Linked DNA regions of Sus scrofa: region 2 is linked to region 1. Evidence: chromatin contacts called from public HiChIP or PLAC-seq data. All regions are on one chromosome and are shown on one strand. The core of a region is the stretch at or near the end of the contact, and the rest is flanking DNA. Distances in the headings are between cores, read along the strand shown.

Region 1 (4,111 bases), core at 779-3,278:
TGGTTTAACTCAGTAGTATGCATTGGGGTCCTACTTTGTGAAGGACCAAGTGCCAGATACAGCTTCCAGGACCTCCTTATTTAAAGGCTTATCTTCTCTCTTACCCATTGTTTTAAGACTGGACTTAGCTCTCTGCATGGATCTTGTTGGCAGTTTCCATTGTGTCCTGTCTAGAGAGAAGCTGTTTTTCTCTTCATTCCAGGTTGTGGGGCAGGCTGGGTAATGATGTCGGGTCTATTGAGAGCACCAGATAACCTGGGAAAAGGGCTTGGGGCTTCTCTTTGTGGTGGGGAAGAGAAGAGGAATGGGTGTTAAGGAGAGATGTGGGCCTCTGAATCACAAGGAGATTCAGTACTGAGTGCCTTCTAGGCACCACATTCTCATTTAGCCCTTGGTTAATAAGAACAAGTGTATAAAGGGGATGGTACTGTTTAACTGCATTTTACAGCTAAGAATGCTGGCTAGTGACTTATCCAAGGCCATAGAGTCTGTGGTGGATCTGGGATACAAATCTTTTCTCTAGGTCTTCAAAGGCTTTCCTGCCACAGTGCACAGCACCCAGGAGAATTTCAGGTCTGGAGTGGAACACACTGGGCTCTCCACTCCCATATTTTCACAAGATGAAATCTGTGTAGAATGTATAAAGAATAAAGTATTAGGGAGTTCCTGTTGTGGCTCAGTGGTTAACGAATCCGACTAGGAACCATGAGGTTGCGGGTTCAATCCCTGGCCTCGGTCAGTGGGTTAAGGATCCTGCATTGCTGTGAGCTGTGGTGTAGTTCGCAGACGCGGCTTGGATTTGGTGGTGTTGTGGCTGTGGTGTAGGCTGGTGGCTGCAGCTCCAATTATACCCCTAGCCTGGGAACCTCCATATGCCTCGGGTGTGGCCCTGAAAAGACAAAAAAAAAAAAAAAAAAAAAAAAAAAAAAGGAATAAATTATTAAAGGGAAAAGAGGTCATGGACAGGCAATTTTTAGCCTGAGAGGTGAGTATGTGGAGTATGGGACTACCATTTTTTTTTTGTCTTGATGAGGAGCCTCTAAGGTTATTTTAAAACTGGTCTTACTGAGTTCTTGCCCATACTACAAAGACCTATTTCCTCCACTACACATCAATATGAATGGCTCATCCAGTTGTGTCTCAAATAATGACTGTGAGGATAGAAACAAAACCCTTTGAAAACTCTGACACTTAACAGACTTGTAAGGCAGCAGACATCTTTCCAAGGTTATCAGGGAAGTGTGAGGTAGCTGATTAAAATCAATTCTTGATTACTCGCGATGCCAGAAATGTAGCAACAGTATTTGGAAACTGGACTTCATATATACAATCTAAAACCGCTTTTTAACCAGCAATTTTAACCTTTCTGAGATTTGGTTCTTTCTAGAGACTGGGGGAAAAAAAAAAAAAAAAAAAAAGGAGATGTGTAAAAATGCCAGTAAGACTTATTAAATTTCTTTTCCTTTGAGTCCTGTCCAAACATAGGCGGAATTAGGACAGAACAAAAAGATCAAGAAAAAAAAAGCCAGAAAGAGACGCACGCACAAGGACTGTGCCAGTTAATACTGAGGTAAGGAAATGAGTTTTGGGGGAAAGACTTCAGATATCCCTGGGGATCGCTCTGGTTCAGGGCATTCCCTTTGGCAATATTCCAGAATCTGAGTCCCCAGGGTTCCACACAGTATAAAGTGAAAGACGCGCGTGGCCAGGCGCGCGCGTACGCGTGTACACTCACGTGTACACACACACACACACGCACACGCGCGCGCGCACTCTACACATACACACAGCCTGTTTCCTCCGCTCCCCCTCCACCCCCGCCCCCCCCGGGGGGGGCGGGTCTCTTTCTCTTTAAAGAGCAGACGGTCTCCGAGCAAACCCAGGCTCTCTAAGGCCCCGGGGGCCCGGGACCCGAGCTGCTCGCAGCCAATGGGTGCGGTGGAGCGGCTCGAGCGCGGCTGACGCTACACCAATGGGCGCTCGCGGGGGGCGGGGGAAGCGGCGGAGACACTATTGTTGATGAGGAGGAGCAGCGGCGGTGGCGGCTGCACCATCTCTTTGCTGCTGGCCGTGGCCTGGGCACCTCCCGCACCCCGGATTCCGGTTTCGTCACCCCATCGCGGGGGCCTTCCCTCCGGCTTCGAGAATCCTTCCCCCGCAACCCAACAACAACAAAACCCCACGTCTCGCCCAGTCACCGGGGAGGGGGGGGACTATGTCCCAGCGGGTGAGGCGCAATGGGTCCCCCACGCCGGCCGGCTCCCTTGGGGGCGGTGCGGTCACCACGGCCGGGGGATCTGGGAGCCGCCTGCAGCCCATGAGGGCGACGGTTCCGTTCCAGCTGAAGCAGCAGCAGCAGCAACATGGCAGCCCCACGAGGAGCAACGGCGGCGGCGGCGGCGGCAACAACAACGGCGGCTGCTGTGGTGGCGCCTCAGGCCCCTCGGGCGGCGGCGGCAGCTCCGGCGGCGGGGCCCCGCGCACCGCCTCGCGCAGCACAAGCCCCACGCGGGGCGGTGGGAGTGCGGCCGCGCGCACCAGCCCCACGGTGGCCACGCAGACGGGCGCGTCCGCGACGTCCACGAGAGGCACCAGCCCCACGCGCGGCGCCGCGCCCGGGGCTCGCGGGAGCCCCCCACGACCGCAGCCCCCGCCGCCGCTGCTGGGCACCGTGTCGTCTCCTTGCTCGTCGCCCACCCACCTGTGGACAGGCGAGGTGAGCGCGGCCCCACCCCCAGCCCGCGTTCGGCACCGGAGGAGGTCCCCGGAGCAGAGCCGAAGCTCCCCGGAGAGGAGGAGCCCTAGCGCCCCGGTTTGCAAAGCAGGTACGTGCTGGGGGCCGCGCGGCGAGGGGAAGGGGTCCCGGGCTCCCGCTGCTACCGCGCGGGGACTGCAGCGTTGCCGCGGAGCTGGGGTGGTAGGGGGCGGGGCCGGGGGCGGGGCCCGGGCGGTGCAGCCGCGTCTTCCCGGGCCTTCCCGGCGCCCCCAGCAGCTCCCCTCCCGCCTCTTTGGTCTCTGCGTCGGCCCCGCGTTGGTGTCCGTCAGTGGAGGTGCATTCGCTAACCTTGTGCTTGGGCTGATGCGTTAATGATAAACCTCGGGGTTCTGGTCGCGCGCTGGTTACTTCTTACCCTCCCTGGGGGATGAGGCTCGGAATGGTTTGTCACTTTAGTGACATGGCTAATGTTAGTATAGCACATCTCTGTGGTTGAGTATTTCCGTTTGACAAAACAGTTTGAGATTTGGGGGCCTTGAATGCTTTAGTATAGCAGGTTTGGTTGGGTCTCTGAAGAGGGAGCGGGTTGTTTCCTAAGACTTGTTAAATGGGTAGCAAAAAGTGAAAAATAAGTAAGATTCTTTTGGAAGGTTTTTGGGCTTTGAGGGTCTGAGTGTTTTCTGATATACTGATTTTGTGGTTAAGATGTAAAACCGTTAAAAAAAAAGATCCAAGGTTTGTCTCCTTGTTACTATTTTAGCGATCAGAAATTTGTTTTTCTTTAGATCTGGGAGCTTTTTTGGGGAAGGTTCTGAATGGAGCCGTTGGGTTCCACAGGAGTCAGTCATAAAGAGTAACTCAAAAGAGAAATTCACATTGTAGAAGTGAAAAGAGATAAAAATTATCATCTGATTGCCTTCCTGTTGGAATCTAGTGGAAAGAGAAATGGGTGGTTTTTAGCTTATGTATTAATACTGCCAACATATGCCTTTGTTTTTCTCTGGGGAATTTCTGTTAGAATCTTTCAGGCTTAATGGCTGGATATTTCAGGAAGCTTAGTACAGTACTTCCTAACCAAATTAAACAGATGAAGTGGTTTCAAGAGGTCATTCAAAAATGCAAGGCATAGGATGTATCTTTTTTATTTATTTTATCAAAGATTTTAGACAATGGATACATTTTTGGGAGAGAATTGTCCTGAAGAATGATCACTAGTGTTTTCTGACTAGAAAAAGAGTACTGTTTTAAACCTTTTGGAAATGCAAAGTGCTTTTTAAAAACTTTGTTCAAAGAAGCCCCTCCCCCTCAAATAATAGCTCTTAGGGAACTCCTATTTATGTGGGTGATTTACCTACAAGATCTCATTTTAACTTTCCCAGTAGGTTTTAGAGAGGT
Region 2 (4,111 bases), core at 670-3,169, 1.1 Mb after region 1:
CATCCTCCCTACCCCTTCTCCTGTGTGAGGGGGGATTTCCCTAAAATGGTTCCAAATCATGCCTCTTTGCTTCCTTTGATGCACTGACCTTCATAGCTAAGAACCTCAGCTTCTAGCTACTGGCAATCCCCATTCTAGGCTTGCTCTCTGGCTGCAATGAATGCTTTATGCCCTTTCCAGCCTTGGCACATGCTGTTCTTTTTGCCTGACTACCAACCTCTTGCCCTTGTCCTTAATAATAAGTTCAGGCTTTACTTCCTCTGAGAAGCCCTTTCTGACTTCCACAGGCTGAACCAATGACTTGTGCTCCTCTATGGCTTGGGCGATACTTCATTTCCAGCATTTATCCACAACATCATGATCCTGAGGTTAGCTGTCTGCCCTGTGACTGCTGTGGGTTACTCTCCAGGGTAGGAGAATACATTTTTCACTTTTGTATCTACAGTGCTCAGACTGGTATCTTCCCCTTAGTAAGTGTCCATTAAGTTGCTGGCATTTCGGCTGGGCTTTGACAGCTTATGTAAGGAGCTTGAGGAGTATAGAAAAGAGGCAGGTCAGGCTTCCTGGAAGAGCTGACACCTCAGCTAACTCCTGGAGGGTGAGAAGGAGGATAAGACAAGATAAGGGGAGGAAGAAGGCAGCAGGAACAGTATTCTTGATGATAGATGATGAAACCTGAAAGAGGTGTGTTGGAGAAATGACAAGCAGAGGAAGGGGAGTCATTGAGGGAATGTTGGAAGATAGGCTAAGAAGAGAGGCATTAGGTCCATATTCTACAGAGCCTCCTCTGCTACTCTGAGGAGGCTGGACGTGGAAAGCATGACAGGTTGCAGTAGGCAAACACCATACTGTCTGTCTTCAGGTCAGTCTTCTAGAAATCCTTGAAGGCATTGGCTGTTTTTGTCTTGTCATTCACTCCTATGTGCACACAATTTCTGGAATATTATAGGCTCTCAATAATTGTTTCTTTCATTATTGAAATACATGAAAACTCCCCACTTTTAAGTAGGGGAGTCCCCAATGCTTAGTATTTTCTTTTAGGATGAATATTTATTCAATCTACAACTTTCATAAATTTAAGAACTTCAGTCATATGTAACCTTGGTTCTTGAGGTTTTTTTGCTTGAAAAGTTTCCATTGGAAAAAAAAGTCTATCCTCTTACAGAAGGTTTGAATCTCTTGGATCATTCTGGTTGACTTTTTCTGGTTTGAGTCCTCCAAATCTATTTTGTCCTTGTTGAATTAAGGCTTTCAAGAAACACCAGCATTCTTTCATAATCTGCAAAACCAGAGGTAGATTAATTTATTTCTTGTGATTTTGGTGTTTTCTCTTAACAAAATGCTAAATGGAGCTAGGAGAATAAACTCTTATTTGCAAAGCATGTGAGGGATGGTGTCTCACATGTGAAATGTAGAGTTTTAATTAATGATATCCAGATTAATTGTGTCTTTAGCCCAAGGACTCAGAGAGCCAGGAGCTTTGGGGGTGTCAATGAAATAAATTGAGTCGTAAAAGCTGTCTAAACAATTGGATAAGACCAGGACTTAGGTGGACTACTGCACTCCAGGAAATTCTCCAAGTCTCCACTTATCCTCAAAGTGAACAAGAAGCTTCAGTTTCAAGTTGAGTGCATTTTCCATCCATGGATTGGCTTGTTTTGTTCAGTTTTACTTTGAGTGTTTGAGGTTATCTTTTCGACGTAACAGCTAAACCCACGGCTTCCTTTCTCGTAAAACCAAAACAAAAAGGCTTTCTATTCAGGTGCCTTCTGTGTGTGCACATGTGTAGTACATACCTGGGATCAAAGCCAGCTATATAAAGTCCTTGATTCTGTGTGGGTTCAAACACATTTCAAAGCTTCAGGATCCTGAAAGTTTTCACTCTGCTTCCTGAAGACCTGAACACCGCTCCCATAAAGCCATGGCTTGCTTTGGATTCCGGAGCCATGGGGCTTGGCTGGAGCTTACTTCTAGGACCTGGCCCTGTACAGCTCTGTTTTCTCTTCTCTTCATCCCTGTCTTCTCCAAAGGTGAGTGAGACTTTTGGAGCATGAAGGTGGAGGAGGTGTTTCTCCCACCCGGGTTTCATTTCTTTTAGCAGTCAAGGGCAGTGATTTATAGCAAAGCCAGAAGCTAAAGTTAAGACTCCAGTCTCCTGACTTGGACAGCTCTGTATTCTGAGGCAGGCACGGGACAGCTGGCAGCAGCAAATCAGTAGAAAGGCAGCTCATAGCATTTTGCCAGGCATGGAGCAGGCGCTTATGCTTAACGAATGCATTTGAATTGGTTTGGGAGACATGAGCATTTTCAGACACTTCTATAAGACAGAAAAGAAAGTCCTGTCAAATTAAGTGATTTAAGAGAGAAAAGATACCCAGGGTCCTGAATACATTTGGGCTTGGAATCAGGGTTAGTTTAAGAGTTAATGTTATAAAGAAAATTGCTTTAAGCAAATTGTGGGAAGTTTCTTTCCTACCCAATTCTAGGTTTTAAGGTCCTCTAATTCACTTTTATAAATGAATTAGCCTGCTTTAAAATTCCTTTCTTTACTCAATTCAAGGTTTTAAGTTGCTTTTAATCACCTCTACAAACTAATTAGCTAATTATTTCAAAAAGTGAAAGCAGTTTAAAATTATAAAACAGAAAAAAAAGGAAGGACGAAAGAAAAAAATAATGAAACAAAGAATCATAGATCAGTTTGGCATAAGATGCTTGATTGCTGCCTCCCCATCTTTGGACTTTAGGTACAGATTTCCCAGTTTTCAGATGAAATAAATCTCTTTAGTGGTTGATGCCAGGTTTGTTACATGGTATAAAATGATGAGCATTTCTACTGAATTTTGATCTTCTCTTTCTTCAGACTTTCTTGGTTAAGAAACCATACAATTTGTATAATGTAGGAGCTCAAAATATGTTTGCTGATTTAATTTTTACTGGATAAGAAATATTCCTATACATTTTCTTATTTTACATGTTTTAATGTGTAAAGTTTAAATAGCCTTAGAAATAATTAAATTTCCCTTTAGAAACTTTATCTCAACATGTAACTGGGATTCTCCCATGGTAAGGTAGATATTGGAAAATTCAGTGTGACCAGATTTAGGGGTGATAATTGGGAACTTGTCTAGGGAGACAGTAGGAAACTTGGTCTTGTTTAGGCTTAGAGTCAACAAATGGGCAGGTTATAATGATTAATGTACAGAAAAGTGTTAATACAGGGAAGAACTTGACTAAGTACTGCAATAGCTTTATAATAGTGCAAAGGATGCCCAGAGGGCACCTCTGATAGACAGAGGTAAAGGTTGGGGAAGAAGACAGTTGTCTAGCCAACAGGGGCTGCTGGATTAAGCTTGGCAATGACAGCTGCCATATTGTCCTCTCTTCTGAGGAAATGGGCTATCCAGCACAGGTACTTGGGGGAAATGACTAGTGTCCTCAGTAGAGAGTGATTTATACATAGGAAGAGGTATCCTGGAAACTCAGGTTGGAGTGTTATGTTGGGATTGGATCATGGAGGATGGTTAATGTTATTTATTTTATTTGTTTTCACAATCAGTGTTATGAAAGGCAAGGAAGAGTATGAAAAGGAAGTGACATTCTATTCATTCAATCCAAGTTTGGGGTGTCATTTATATGGTTGATTGACTAAAGAGGGGCCAAGTTAATTACAGGAAGGTGATTTGCTGTGAAGTCACCATTTTTAAGATGATGGGAGCCAGTTTGTATGGAGAGCTGGCCTCCCTACTCCTGTAGAAGCCAGAGGGAAAAGAACAAAGGAACCCAAGGTATTCAGGTGAAGGAGAGAGGGCGGCGGAAGAGGTGATGGCAGAGGCAGGGGAAGCCCATAGAAGTTAACAGCAGGGTTGCCTCAGCCTAGAAAGGAAACGAGCTGGTGCCCTCTGTTCTGTGGCTTCCTTCATCAAGCAGCATTCTTCACTCTGTTACAATAATGTAGGGAAGGGGGTGGCCAGCACCAAGAGCCAAGGCTAGGATTTTCGCGAGTGATCAATGTAGCCAGAGGTCAGAGGCAAGGTCAATGTCAGCAGAGGATTTTGAGGTGTCCTTTGAGGAAGAAGGCAAAATTCTATACCTCAACTTCCAAAATTCCCCC

Evidence for each region. HiChIP or PLAC-seq counts read pairs in DNA pulled down with a chosen protein or histone mark.
Region 2: an H3K27ac HiChIP or PLAC-seq map of skeletal muscle shows a contact between it and region 1, with 5 times the contacts expected there. The contact joins the promoter of CTLA4 here to the promoter of FAM117B in region 1. A contact is called at or near these places in 1 of 5 promoter capture datasets (fetal liver) and 1 of 2 datasets of contacts at active chromatin or transcription factors (skeletal muscle).

What each region holds. Positions count from the first base shown.
Region 1 is chr15:106,181,189-106,185,299 of Sscrofa11.1, forward strand. It overlaps FAM117B (protein FAM117B), which reads left to right and starts at 2,029. Exons shown (of 8, transcript XM_003133590.5): 1 at 2,029-2,825. The coding sequence starts at 2,216.
Region 2 is chr15:107,281,162-107,285,272 of Sscrofa11.1, forward strand. It overlaps CTLA4 (cytotoxic T-lymphocyte associated protein 4), which reads left to right and starts at 1,920. Exons shown (of 4, transcript NM_214149.1): 1 at 1,920-2,030. The coding sequence starts at 1,922.